Linked DNA regions of Mus musculus: all the other regions are linked to region 3. A link is a contact called in public promoter capture Hi-C data. All regions are on one chromosome and are shown on one strand. Each heading gives the region's core, a stretch centred on a gene start, on an enhancer-like site or on the middle of the called end of the contact. The rest is flanking DNA. Distances are from core to core; before and after follow the strand shown. Region 1 overlaps Clic5 (chloride intracellular channel 5). Region 2 overlaps Supt3 (SPT3, SAGA and STAGA complex component). Region 3 overlaps Runx2 (runt related transcription factor 2). Region 4 has its middle 110 kb from the start of Clic5.

The links. Promoter capture Hi-C pulls out the DNA fragments that hold promoters and counts their contacts.
Region 1: a contact with region 3 is called in a promoter capture Hi-C map of the 3T3-L1 cell line, with 7 times the contacts expected there. The contact joins two enhancer-like sites. A contact is called at or near these places in 6 of 39 promoter capture datasets (the 3T3-L1 cell line, the C10 cell line, cranial neural crest and 3 more), 1 of 15 datasets of contacts at CTCF or cohesin (the NIH/3T3 cell line), 5 of 484 Hi-C or Micro-C datasets (embryonic stem cells, germinal center B cells and pre-hematopoietic stem cells) and 5 of 115 datasets of contacts at active chromatin or transcription factors (acute myeloid leukemia, bone marrow-derived macrophages, embryonic stem cells and 2 more).
Region 2: a promoter capture Hi-C map of the C10 cell line shows a contact between it and region 3. The contact joins two enhancer-like sites. A contact is called at or near these places in 3 of 39 promoter capture datasets (the C10 cell line, cranial neural crest and liver) and 2 of 115 datasets of contacts at active chromatin or transcription factors (bone marrow-derived macrophages and large pre-B cells).
Region 4: a promoter capture Hi-C map of cranial neural crest shows a contact between it and region 3. The contact joins two enhancer-like sites. A contact is called at or near these places in 2 of 39 promoter capture datasets (cranial neural crest and embryonic stem cells) and 2 of 115 datasets of contacts at active chromatin or transcription factors (acute myeloid leukemia and pancreatic cancer cells).

The regions. Positions count from the first base shown.
Region 1 is chr17:44,262,271-44,264,970 of GRCm38.p6, forward strand. The region is part of intron 4 of Clic5 (chloride intracellular channel 5); the gene reads left to right. Among named protein-coding and RNA genes, the nearest start is that of Clic5, 75 kb to the left of the region's middle. Within about 2 kb of position 1,406, at least 6 of the 459 cell types and tissues checked have an H3K27ac peak or open chromatin away from gene starts, as enhancers often do.
Region 2 is chr17:45,053,181-45,055,880 of GRCm38.p6, forward strand. The region is part of intron 11 of Supt3 (SPT3, SAGA and STAGA complex component); the gene reads left to right. Among named protein-coding and RNA genes, the nearest start is that of Gm35097, 93 kb to the right of the region's middle. Within about 2 kb of position 1,406, at least 7 of the 459 cell types and tissues checked have an H3K27ac peak or open chromatin away from gene starts, as enhancers often do.
Region 3 is chr17:44,708,672-44,711,371 of GRCm38.p6, forward strand. The region is part of intron 3 of Runx2 (runt related transcription factor 2); the gene reads right to left. Among named protein-coding and RNA genes, the nearest start is that of Runx2, 27 kb to the right of the region's middle. Within about 2 kb of position 1,345, at least 161 of the 459 cell types and tissues checked have an H3K27ac peak or open chromatin away from gene starts, as enhancers often do.
Region 4 is chr17:44,299,659-44,302,358 of GRCm38.p6, forward strand. No RefSeq gene overlaps it. Among named protein-coding and RNA genes, the nearest start is that of Clic5, 110 kb to the left of the region's middle. Within about 2 kb of position 1,378, at least 37 of the 459 cell types and tissues checked have an H3K27ac peak or open chromatin away from gene starts, as enhancers often do.

The DNA.
Region 1 (2,700 bases), core at 156-2,655, 450 kb before region 3:
TAATAAATAAACATGTGTGAGGCTTGCATGGTACAGGTTGTATGGAGCCCTTAATTTGAAGAAGTAAAAGTGACATTTTTTTTTCTCTTCGAATGTACTGTGGCTTTGAGGAGATTTACAAAAATATCTGCACCTGGAACTTGTCTATATCGTCAATATCATCCTCCAAAAATGTATTGTATGAGCAGCATGCTGAAATTGCCCCAAATTCCTCACCACAACCATGATTTAAACACAGTAAAACAATCACCAAAGACTGTGTCATTTAAATACAAAGTGTGTTTGTGCTGTTGGGTACTGTCCACATAAATGTCTGCTAATAATAAGCTGGCCTGTGGAGCTAGATGAAAAAGATCTTCTCTTCAAAGCACTGATTCCTCTATAAAGCTCAGAGAATTGGCTTCATAGAGAATGTGTTTTCCTTAAAGGAAAGTCCCCTGTTTCCTTGGGGACATATCCGAGAGGGTTCTGTTCACTCTGTGACTTTGGGGAGGGGACCCATAGTGTCCAGCATCCTAAATACTTAAGGGGATCATTTTATCCTTCATCCAGGGAAGAATTTCTTTCCAGAGCAAAGAGTTCCCACCATGGCAGGAGGAACTGCAGATTCCCTATTAGCCTTTTGATCCCTCCCAGGCATGGCAGGGACCTGGGGTGAGGGCCATGGCATCTTGCTTCAGTTTGTCTTCTCGACATTTGAATTTAAGCCACTGTCTGGAAATGGAGACTGGGGCATTGCTTTCCATAGATGAGTTCCTGGCTCTCCCAGAGCTGGGTTTGACTTGTTGAGACACACTTTGCTGGCCAATGGAGCTTGCCCAGGGGTATTGGTCTGATGGTAGTTGTGGGCTCAAATTCTCCAAGGGATCAGACCAAGAATGTTGAACACTGACAGGAGAAAATAAGGCCTTAGGGATGATTCCAGACAATGGTAGGTTCGACTCTGAATGCATGAGTCATCCTCCAATATCCCCCAGGATCCCCCTTGTGCCCAGGATAGTTCTAGTGTTCGAAACTTTCCTTCCCACACCCAACCGTCTGCCTTGAGTTGACCTCCAGTAATAATGATCCTAAGTTAGATCTTCTGCTAGGTCCTTACTCCGCTTCAGACCCTGCAGAAGTTGCTCCGACAGCAGCCAGGAAACAGGCATTGCTAACAGCAGAATTCAAGGCAAGTTATTCGTGAGTGACAGACATGTCATGGAAGGTTGTCACCTGTTGCATTGGACCCCCAAAGGCAGCCTGGTGCTTGGTTCTGACACCCCTGACCCAGGTTCTGCCTTGGTTCTGACACCCCTGACCCAGGTTCTGGTTCTCTGTCCTTTGTGGACCCTGATGATGTGTGAACATAGCCAGAGGCCCAGATTCAACAAAGGAAGCTACCACCCCTCCAGATAAGCCCTTTCCTCTCTTCTAAAATCCTGTTCCAGCCCTGACCCAGTGGCTCTGAGGACCTCATGCTTTGTGAGTCAGAGAAGTCATCGGAGACCTCTCACTTTACCCGTTGGGTGTTCTCCTGTGGGCGGCTGAACCCCACAGTCTACCTGTTTCCCATTTGACCCCTTACTCAGATAACTTGACTAAGGCTGAGTCCCTAACCCTGTACAGTGACTACAAACCTTAGGTGAGGCTTCACTGGAGGCAGGGAGGGACCACACTGGCAACCACAAAGATGAACCTCCTAAAAGACCTCCTTACAGCGTCTCTGGCTTCCTCAATGTGACAGTACTACTATGTCACGTGCCAGCCTCCTCTCCATCCCCTTACCCTCTGTTCTTCCTGGGCGTGCACTGTTCCAGCGGCAGCTCCGAGTCCCCTGGATGTTTGGGTCAGAACAATTCAGCTGTTCTACGTCGCCTCCTATGTAATCGCAGGACACAAGAAAAAAATAGCTTCCTCCAAAAGGTGACAGAGAAGGGATGTCAAATTCTTCTTATTGGATATTTTTTAAATCTCCATCACCCGGCCTCATTTATGTTTTTAACTCTCAGATGTCAGCAAGGTGTGGAATCATTTCTCTTGTGTTTCCAGCAGTACGATGGGTAGAGACTCCCACTTGAGTCTCCCTCAAACCACATTCGGCTTAAGTGCCTCTTTCTTTTATACCCACATGCGCTCTGATGAGAAGTAGACATTTTAGCCAGTTCTCCAGTAGTACTTCACGGTGTCTCCATATTTCTTCCTTCACAGAGAAAATCCAAGCCGAGTTTTCACTTTTCCTTACACAGCATTGGCCCCAGCACAGGCAAGGCCTCTGTTGTTCGGAAAGTATGGGGAGGACTCTACCAGGCTCCAAACTAACTGACCACTTCTAGACCATTCTGGATGACTGGAAGCATTGAGAGTCTACTGAAACCCAACAGTTAAAAGCAGAGTGCAAATGTGTCCTCAGATTTGTCGGAAGGTAGGGTATGAGGAAATAATGTTTCCTTGGCAAGGAGCTAGAGATGTACAGGCAGTCTCTAGCTGGTGATAGAACACATAGGTACCCAGTGGAATAGCCCTTGGCTCTCACAGTGGTCTGCAGAATGGGAGAGTTTGAGTCCTGAGATCAAATGTCTCAGATTTTAAAACCAGGTTTTTGCTCCTGACATGTATGTATAGTTGGAGCTAATATTATGAAAATATTTTTTCTTTACATTTCTGAGTATATGTAATTCAAGTTATACATATTTCAACTCTAGAGATTAGGATATTTTA
Region 2 (2,700 bases), core at 156-2,655, 340 kb after region 3:
ATCCGCCTGAGCAAGCCAGGAAGCATTTGGAGGATCATTTACATTTGAACCAAATTTACCAGGCAAAGGCAAATGAGTGACAGTTTTAAAAAGGCTAAAAGAGCAGAAATCCAGAGGGAGAGACTCAGGAAAGCATCATGGCTGCTCAGGCACATGTGAGAGTCGGCCTTGACAGGAATCCAGAGAAGGTGAAGGTTCCAAGAGTGTTGGGGTTTTGTTTTGTTTTGTTTTTTGTTTTTTGTTTTGTTTTTAAGATAAGAGTCCCATGTAGCCCCACAAACTCCCTATGCAGCCAAGGATGAGTTTGAACTTCTGCTCTTCCTGCCTCCTCCTCCTCGAGTGCTGGGATTGAAGGGATGCTCCTCCAGCTCTGCCAGTGCATGTTGTGCTGGGGATGAAATCCAAGACTGAACATACGCAGCAAACACTCTACCTGCCAAGAGAGCTACCTCACCAGCCCCAGAAGGATGCTAATTCAAAACAAGATAACCTAGGTTTATCTTAAAAGTTTACATAGCTAATGCCATCAACGAAATAGTTTAGTTTGGGGGGCAGGGAGTGGATTTGAACAGCCCTATGTTAGAACATATAATTCAGATGGTAATGGGAAGAGAGAGTTGCCTGAGATGGTGTGATAAACACCAAAGAGGCATCCACTGCACGATGCTGCCATAGGAAGCCAGAAGAGTCTCTCCTTTGGTAGAGATAATGACAGTGAAGAAGACAAAATGTGTTCAGGAGCTATTTGTCCTGCAGAATAACTGGAGCAGCACTCTTCATGGGAGAGCAAACTGTGGCAAGTGGATAATGTGTGCCACTGTGCAGACAGTCAGCATGTTCTCAGGAAAGTTGGTGTGCAGCGGCTTGCTGAGGACATGAGTTTAAAGACTCAAGAGAGACTAATTTTCATAGGATTCCTGCTTGGTGCCCTACAGGCTTGCTTGCTAAGGAGCATGAACAGTTCTTAATGCATAACTAACCTAAACACAAAAATGGAAAAGACACTCTAGCTTTCTGTTTGATTTTGTGGAGATATTCATTTGACCCAAAAGTTCCACGTATTCTGCTAGTTTGAAGAACAAATTGACTTTCTAATCCACTGATGAATTTGGTCTTGCACTCCTCAAAGATGACTGTAATCTAACCAGGGGTTGAGTGTTGTTTAGTATAGAAGGCGTATGCACAGCAGCTTCCTCCCTAATCTGGGATTAGTACTGATGGCTGTGAGAGCCCTCTGTCCCCACTCCTTGCCCCCAAAAGGAGAAAGACAATGGAACACTGACTGGGGGTCCAGGTTTTCTAGACCTTGTGGAATGACACATTAGCCAGTCTTCCTAGCTCAGTGCTTCTGGCTGGAGACTGCTGCAGAGCCCACCATTAGCTACAAGTCACCGCTCAGCGAGCACTTCCAGCCCTAAGAGGCTTCGTCTCAGTTTTAGATTTTTTTTTCTTGCCCTTTCTGCTAAAAGTCCCTCCTTCAGATTTATGAAAGAAAACATTTCTTTCTGTAAAAGGGTTTTGTACACCCGCATCTGGAAGTGTTTATTTCAGTGGCATGTAAGCTATCTGTGGATTTAGTTAGCACCAGACCCCCTTTTGTGTACTTCTGCCTTAAAAATTTTATAAATGATCTTATTGAATGTGTGCCAGTGTGCACATGGCTTGGCTGATTGCTGCATATATCCTTTACCTGCCAGTCACCTTTGATTTATGTTCCTTCTGCTAAGCTTTTGCCTTCCAGAAATGGTGCCACTGAACTGTCCTCTAAATCATCTTATTGGTTAAATTACTCCAAGATGAGTTGGTATGCTTTTGGTTGCCTACAGACAGAAGAATTTATATTTTCTGCGCATACCCACTCCTAGCAAAGCCACTTACAGTGGAGGATTGGACAGGCTATGTCATCGATCTCCTTATTCCAAATGAATACCATCTGAAACACTGTGCCAAGTTAAGACCAAAGCAAGAGAGAAGGGATCTTTGGCATCCACTGCTGTTGGGAACCCTTCTTGCGAATACGGCTGCATCTTGAGCTGAATCTGATATGAAGGCATCTTTTCATTTCTCAGAGAAAAACAAGGCCCTTCACGTTAAAATAATACAAATAAATAAATAAATAAATCAAGCAAGCAAGTTTTATCAGAAAAGCCAAGCTTTGAGGGCTTCGCACAGCTATCCTGACCTAGATGTTCCCTGGAGCAAAGCCAATGACTTGAGGTGGCTGAAGGTGGCTGTTTGTGGTGAATTCAAAGTATTTCCATTTCTAAAGAGCCAGTTCTTAAGCGGGACAAAATGATGCAGCACTTTAAGCCCGTTTTCCAAAAGCCCATCCATTATTGAACATGCCACCTAAACTGATGTTGTAGATTACCAACTGTACCATTAAGTCACCTCCAGTTTACTTACCTAGAAAGTGATTTTGCTGGTAAGGAAACCAATTTATATGCTAGAACTTGGCACCACCAATGCAATTTATTGAATCTGTCTTATGTGCTCAAATATCTCACTTCAGAAACTTTGCATCTAACTGCTTTTTTCCCCCATTCTATATGATAGTAGAGGGAAATTTTACACTATTCATGATTATGCATAAAATGTAGTGGAAGCATTTTAAAATACTTTGACTCCACAAACCCCAGCATCCTAGTTCACAAATGATTGCAGGCAAGGAATACAATGAGACTGGTTGGCAGTGGTCCC
Region 3 (2,700 bases), core at 95-2,594:
CAACAATAACAAAAACATATTCTGAAGTAGTGTACCAGCCATGAACAGTACACTCAGCCCCCTGTGAGAACCGACCCACAGCCAACGACGGTGCTTAATGCTGGTGTCCGAGGTCTCCAAGAGGAGCAGAGACTTATGATGCGTGCACTCTGGCTGTCTCTGTTTACTTTCTACATCTTACTTGCCAAGACCTTGGCAAGTAGAAATCACTCAGCAATTCTTCCTCTCTGCCTTGAACTCTGCTCCTACAGAAGGAGGTTCCCATCACATTTATTTATTTATTTATTTTGCTCATGAACACAAGCCTGACTTAACTGTTTCTGGAGATGTTATAAGTTAAAGCCTCAACCTTCAATTTTTAACGGAAAGGCTTTGGTCTACTAGCAAATAGGCTTTCAGCACCAGAGAACAGCAGACTAGTAGAGAACAGCAGACTAGTAGAGAGGTTACCAGAAGCACAGGGTAGCCTTTCACTTGCTACTTGGGCGCCACATCATAAAGAGTCTCTTCTTTTAACCATCATTTATAAAGGCCGTATTAATCCTTAAGAACTCAGTGTTTTTATGTTCTCTTTGCTTCCCAAATCACTTCAAAGTCAAGAACAATTACGTTCCCATAAGTTGCCCCAATTAAAACTTACACGTGAATTTTATGTGAAGGGAAAGCCATGCTTCAGTTGACAGCATAAATGTCATCAATATGAAAATCCTACCTAGGAACAATTATGGCCACAAAAAAAAAGTAAAACAATCACTCTCTCTCCCACTATCATCTGTCAGTATAAACTATGCTATACAAATCAAGTAGCCACTGGGTAAAATACTACATGACCCAAAACAGAAGCAAGGGATCTCTCAGTGATCTATCACAAGTTGTTTCTCAGAAGAAAGAAAAGCCATTTTCATAAATAAGAAACCTCCCCATTTTAAAAAAAAATCAATCTTTTTTTTTCAGTCCCTAGCACTATTTTAAGAACAAACCGTTCCTGACCTGAGAAAGTACTGACACATTCGAATGGAGCCTGCGTGTGGATTGAGAACCCTAGAACACACGTATCATTTGAATGCTATATTTAGTTAGAAATAAATCCATCAACTGGGATGGGATGCATGTGGAAAGTGGGCCTCCCCAGCAAGGCTGCTGTTAACTCCAGTCCCAGGCGATGAGAAAGCAAGCCTAGCGGGGGGGGGGGGGGGGGTAGCCAGGGGAGTGCACAGGAGGGACATGAGCATGTTTTAACGGCTGTGATAATTTGCCATGAAAGGATGCTAAGGCCATAGCTCCTTGCTGCAGCATGCCATGCGCTCCTGAATTAAATTACTGCCATGCAGTCTGCTAGCGAAGGAATGTGTAAACAGGCCATATAGCCTTGCATCAGTCCCAGACTCTTGCACAACGCAAAATGCCTCTCGATGTGTCATTTCCTTCTTGGCCACCTTCCCAGCTCCTGACAGTCAGTCAACAACAGAAAGAAAAGTACTGAAAGAGATTTAAAACTGCTCTTCTAGAGAGCACATTCCACCAAATTCTACCAGACACCAGGGCCAACCTCCACCAGCACTGTTTCCTTAAAGAGAGGGGGTGAGTACGGGAAGGGATCTTCCTGCTGTTACTAGAATTTTAAAATAATATTTTATATAGTAGGGGGCCAAATGACTGGCATCTATACCAATCAAGCTGCTCTTTATAGATGCAAGTTTGCAAATATCAAAATATGGAACTTGCCTGTAATTTCCTTTGCTTGGGGACCTTGGAAAACAGTGAGCAAGCCAGGTGAAAATCTAGTAGTCAAATGCTTAGGGCTGAGGAGACGGTCTGATTAGTAAAGGCCTGCTACACAAACCTGAGGCCTGAGTGCAGAGTTCCTCACACCCGCATTAAAGGCTGAGCACAGCAGTGCAGGCCTGAGGTGCCAGGGCTGAGGTGGAAGACCCGTGAAGATCCTAGGGACTCATCTGCAGACTCAGTGAGAGACCTGGCCTCAGAAACGACATTAACCTTTGACCTTCACACAACGCTCACAAATGTGCATGTAGACCCCACACACTTGTGCTATATGCACACACGCACACACATTCATATGTAAGCATGTACACCCACCACCACACAGTTACCTACACATGTGCATGCAGACACACACACACAGACACACACACATACACACTTACATGTGTACATGCACCCCACACACATGTGTGTACATGAATATGTACACACAGACACAGAGAAAGAGAGACAGACAGACAGATAGACTGACAGGCAGGCAGGCAGAGACATAGAGGGAGAACTTAAGGGCTTTTTATTCATGTTTCTCAGGGAAAACTAGACTTCAGGCTACTGGCATCAGTACAGGGCCCAGGAAATGCCTTCATAGACAGCAGGGATGTAGAGATAGGAAGCTCTCCCAGAAACAGCACATAATCTTAAAGTGTTTCTACACTTCATCCATGTGACACAGCTTACCTGTCCCCGCCCACCTCTGTTCACGAGTGACCAGTCTCTAAATACTCATCCACCATTCCTAAGCAAGCAAAAGTCACGGCCAGCCATCAGAAAAAGCTCAAGAAGGATACAAAGTAATGGCAGAGAAGAAGGGTGAGCCATCCCAGATGTTATCTGGAATGAGGAAGAGAAAGCCTTAACCCTCCAGTCCTCTCCAGCACTTCATAGGCCTGGGGGACAGCCCAGAACCCAATAGAG
Region 4 (2,700 bases), core at 128-2,627, 410 kb before region 3:
GCATTTGTGTACATCCATCCATATACACGCCACATGCCACAGACATGAGTCTAACGGAGCTGCTGATCTTCTATGTGGAATCCAGCTGAGCTCATCTCTGCCTGGTGAGCAGGTAGGTGCCTTCCTTTCTAGTCACCTGAGGGTGAGGGCTCGCTGTGGTGGGAAGGCTCTCTTCAGCCAAAATGCTCTGTGATTTTGCAAAGGGATCAGGGCAGCCAGAGGGAAAGCCCACGTCTGTCGGTTAAGCTTTTCCACTAGTTGCCTTTACCTTTATGAATGCTGTTAGGATTGGGGCTTTAGCATACATAGCTTTAAATCAGTAATATCCTTCACGGTTCTTTGATTTGTTGGCTCCATATGTAACCTCTTGGCCCACTAAATTGGCTCCGACTCAAATCCTGTTGCTTTTCGACTTTCAGCTTTTATTTTAGTTGAAAAAGAAGGTGCATGGCACCAAAAAAGGAGCAAGGGGAAGCAAAGGAAAAGAAAGGTAAGGGAGAGATGCAAATGGAAGACTTTACTGCTGAGCTTCTGAAATGTGGAACTCATTGTCTGCACTGGCTTTGGGGCAGGAAAAAAAAAAGGAAAAAAAGAAAAGAAACCAGGAGTCTGGATTTCTCCTTGCACCCATCCCTGCCCCCCACAACCATTTTCCTTTTGTAAAATTGAAGCTGAAGCTAGCAGCTCACATCTCGCTCTTGAATGTCACCGGCTCTGCCGCTATTATTCTGATTTTTCTGGGCAACGCCCATTGGGTCTCTGCTGCAGCTCAATTAAGCCAGCCCTGCTCCTCTTGGATCTGGCCTGACAGCTGCATTGAATTTGGGCTCATGGGGTGATTTATTGGGTCTGCTGAGGTTCAGCCCCATGATTTAGTAGGGAAAAAAAAGAGAAAAACGTGGAATGCACCAAAAAGTAATATATGCATTATTATTAATAATAATAATAAAGATAAATGTCAGCCCCAAGTGACTCTGGTGGCCCCTGCCACTCCATTTAACATTTTAGCAGTGGCATGTGGCCCATGCATGGCACTTGATTCTGTCTGGTGCCTTCAAAAAGGCTAAGAAAAGGTTATTTGTCAAATGCTGGGTTGGAGTTGGGGGAGGTATTTTCCAAGCTCTAGGTCAGACCAGCCCAGCTGCATTCCTGTCCCTGTCATTGAAGGGGCTGAACTTTGTCACATTATTAAGCTGTCAGCAAGGCCAGGGCGTTGTTTAGATTTCTGGTGGGAACTCCTCACACATGCTCTGGGGCTCCATAGGGATTTTATCAACACCATTGTAAAACATGCACAAATGAGCTGTGCTGGAGTTGCCCTGGGAAGACCAGGCTCCCTCTGCCTCATCAGGAAAGAATGGAAATACCAGAGCTAGACTCTTGTACCACCCACGAGCGAGCGGGCATCCTCCCAGCTGTCCCTGCAGGCATCACCACACAGCAGGTCCCTTGCTCTGTCTGGCACTTATCCCTGGGTGTTAATGGCGACATAGACACCTTTGGCCTTGACCATGTTACATTGCCCTTACAGTAGCTCTTCCCCAACTCCTCGGGGCCAAATGGTCTCATCTTGTTAGACATGGAGGCTGAGAAATCTGAATTTGTCAAGAACGGTGGCATGCCGGATTTCCACAACGAAGGTCTCTGCTCAAAGGGAATCGAAAGGAACAGCCGTGCCACATAGCTTTCGGCAGGGACTCCAGGGAAGGGCTACAGCATATCAGGCTTTCCACTGGCCTTCAAACACTCGACTCATACTCAGGCCAAACTGCGTCAACCTAGAACAAGTACTGGAAGTGAGGTGTAGGGAGAGGAACAAGGTTAAAGACGAGTAGTGACGGCGACACCTGCAATGCACTGTATATTGCATTTCTCGTTGCTGTGACGAAATATTTGACAATATGTGACTCACAGATAGGAACATCGCTATTGGCTCACATTCGGAAAGTGCAATGCACCATAGGAGGAAGGTGCAGTTGGTCAATGTTGGCTTAAGGACAATTCTGCTAGGCTCCGCCCAATAGCTACTTAGCCACAGCTTTCGTCATCACTGCCTACCTGCCCTGGAAGCCAGGTGCAACAGCAAGGTTGTACAAGAGGACAACTTGTTACCCCACCTCTTCTCTTCTCTTCTCTTCTCTTCTCTTCTCTTCTCTTCTCTTCTCTTCTCTTCTCTTCTCTTCTCTTCTCTTCTCTTCTCTTCTCTCCTCTCCTCTCCTCTCCTCTCCTCTCCTCTCCTCTCCTCTCCTCTCCTCTCCTCTCCTCTCCTCTCCTCTCCTCTCCTCTCCTCTCCTCTCCTCCCTTCCCCTCCCCTCCCCTTCCCTCCCCTCCTCTCTTATCTTCTCCTCTCTTCCTTCTCTTTTTTCTCTCTGTCTGTTTCTCTGTCTCTCTCTGTGTGTTCCCATGTGCTCCTGTCTTCCTTTCTTCCTCTCTTTCTTTCTTTGTCTCTATCCCTTTTCTGGGTATCCACTCCCCTCCCTTTCCTAACAAACTTTCTTCATTATTAGGCCTGTCACTTGGTATGATTCCTCAGGGGAGCACCTTGGCAGAGACCGCCAGGTACTCCCACCGGAGCAGTATTATACTGCATTATACCACGGCATCATGCCGTGTTACATAACAGAAAGCAGGGAGAGCTTAATGCTGGTGCTCCACTTGCTTTCCCTAACTGTGGAATGGTACCACCCAAAGTCAGGGTGG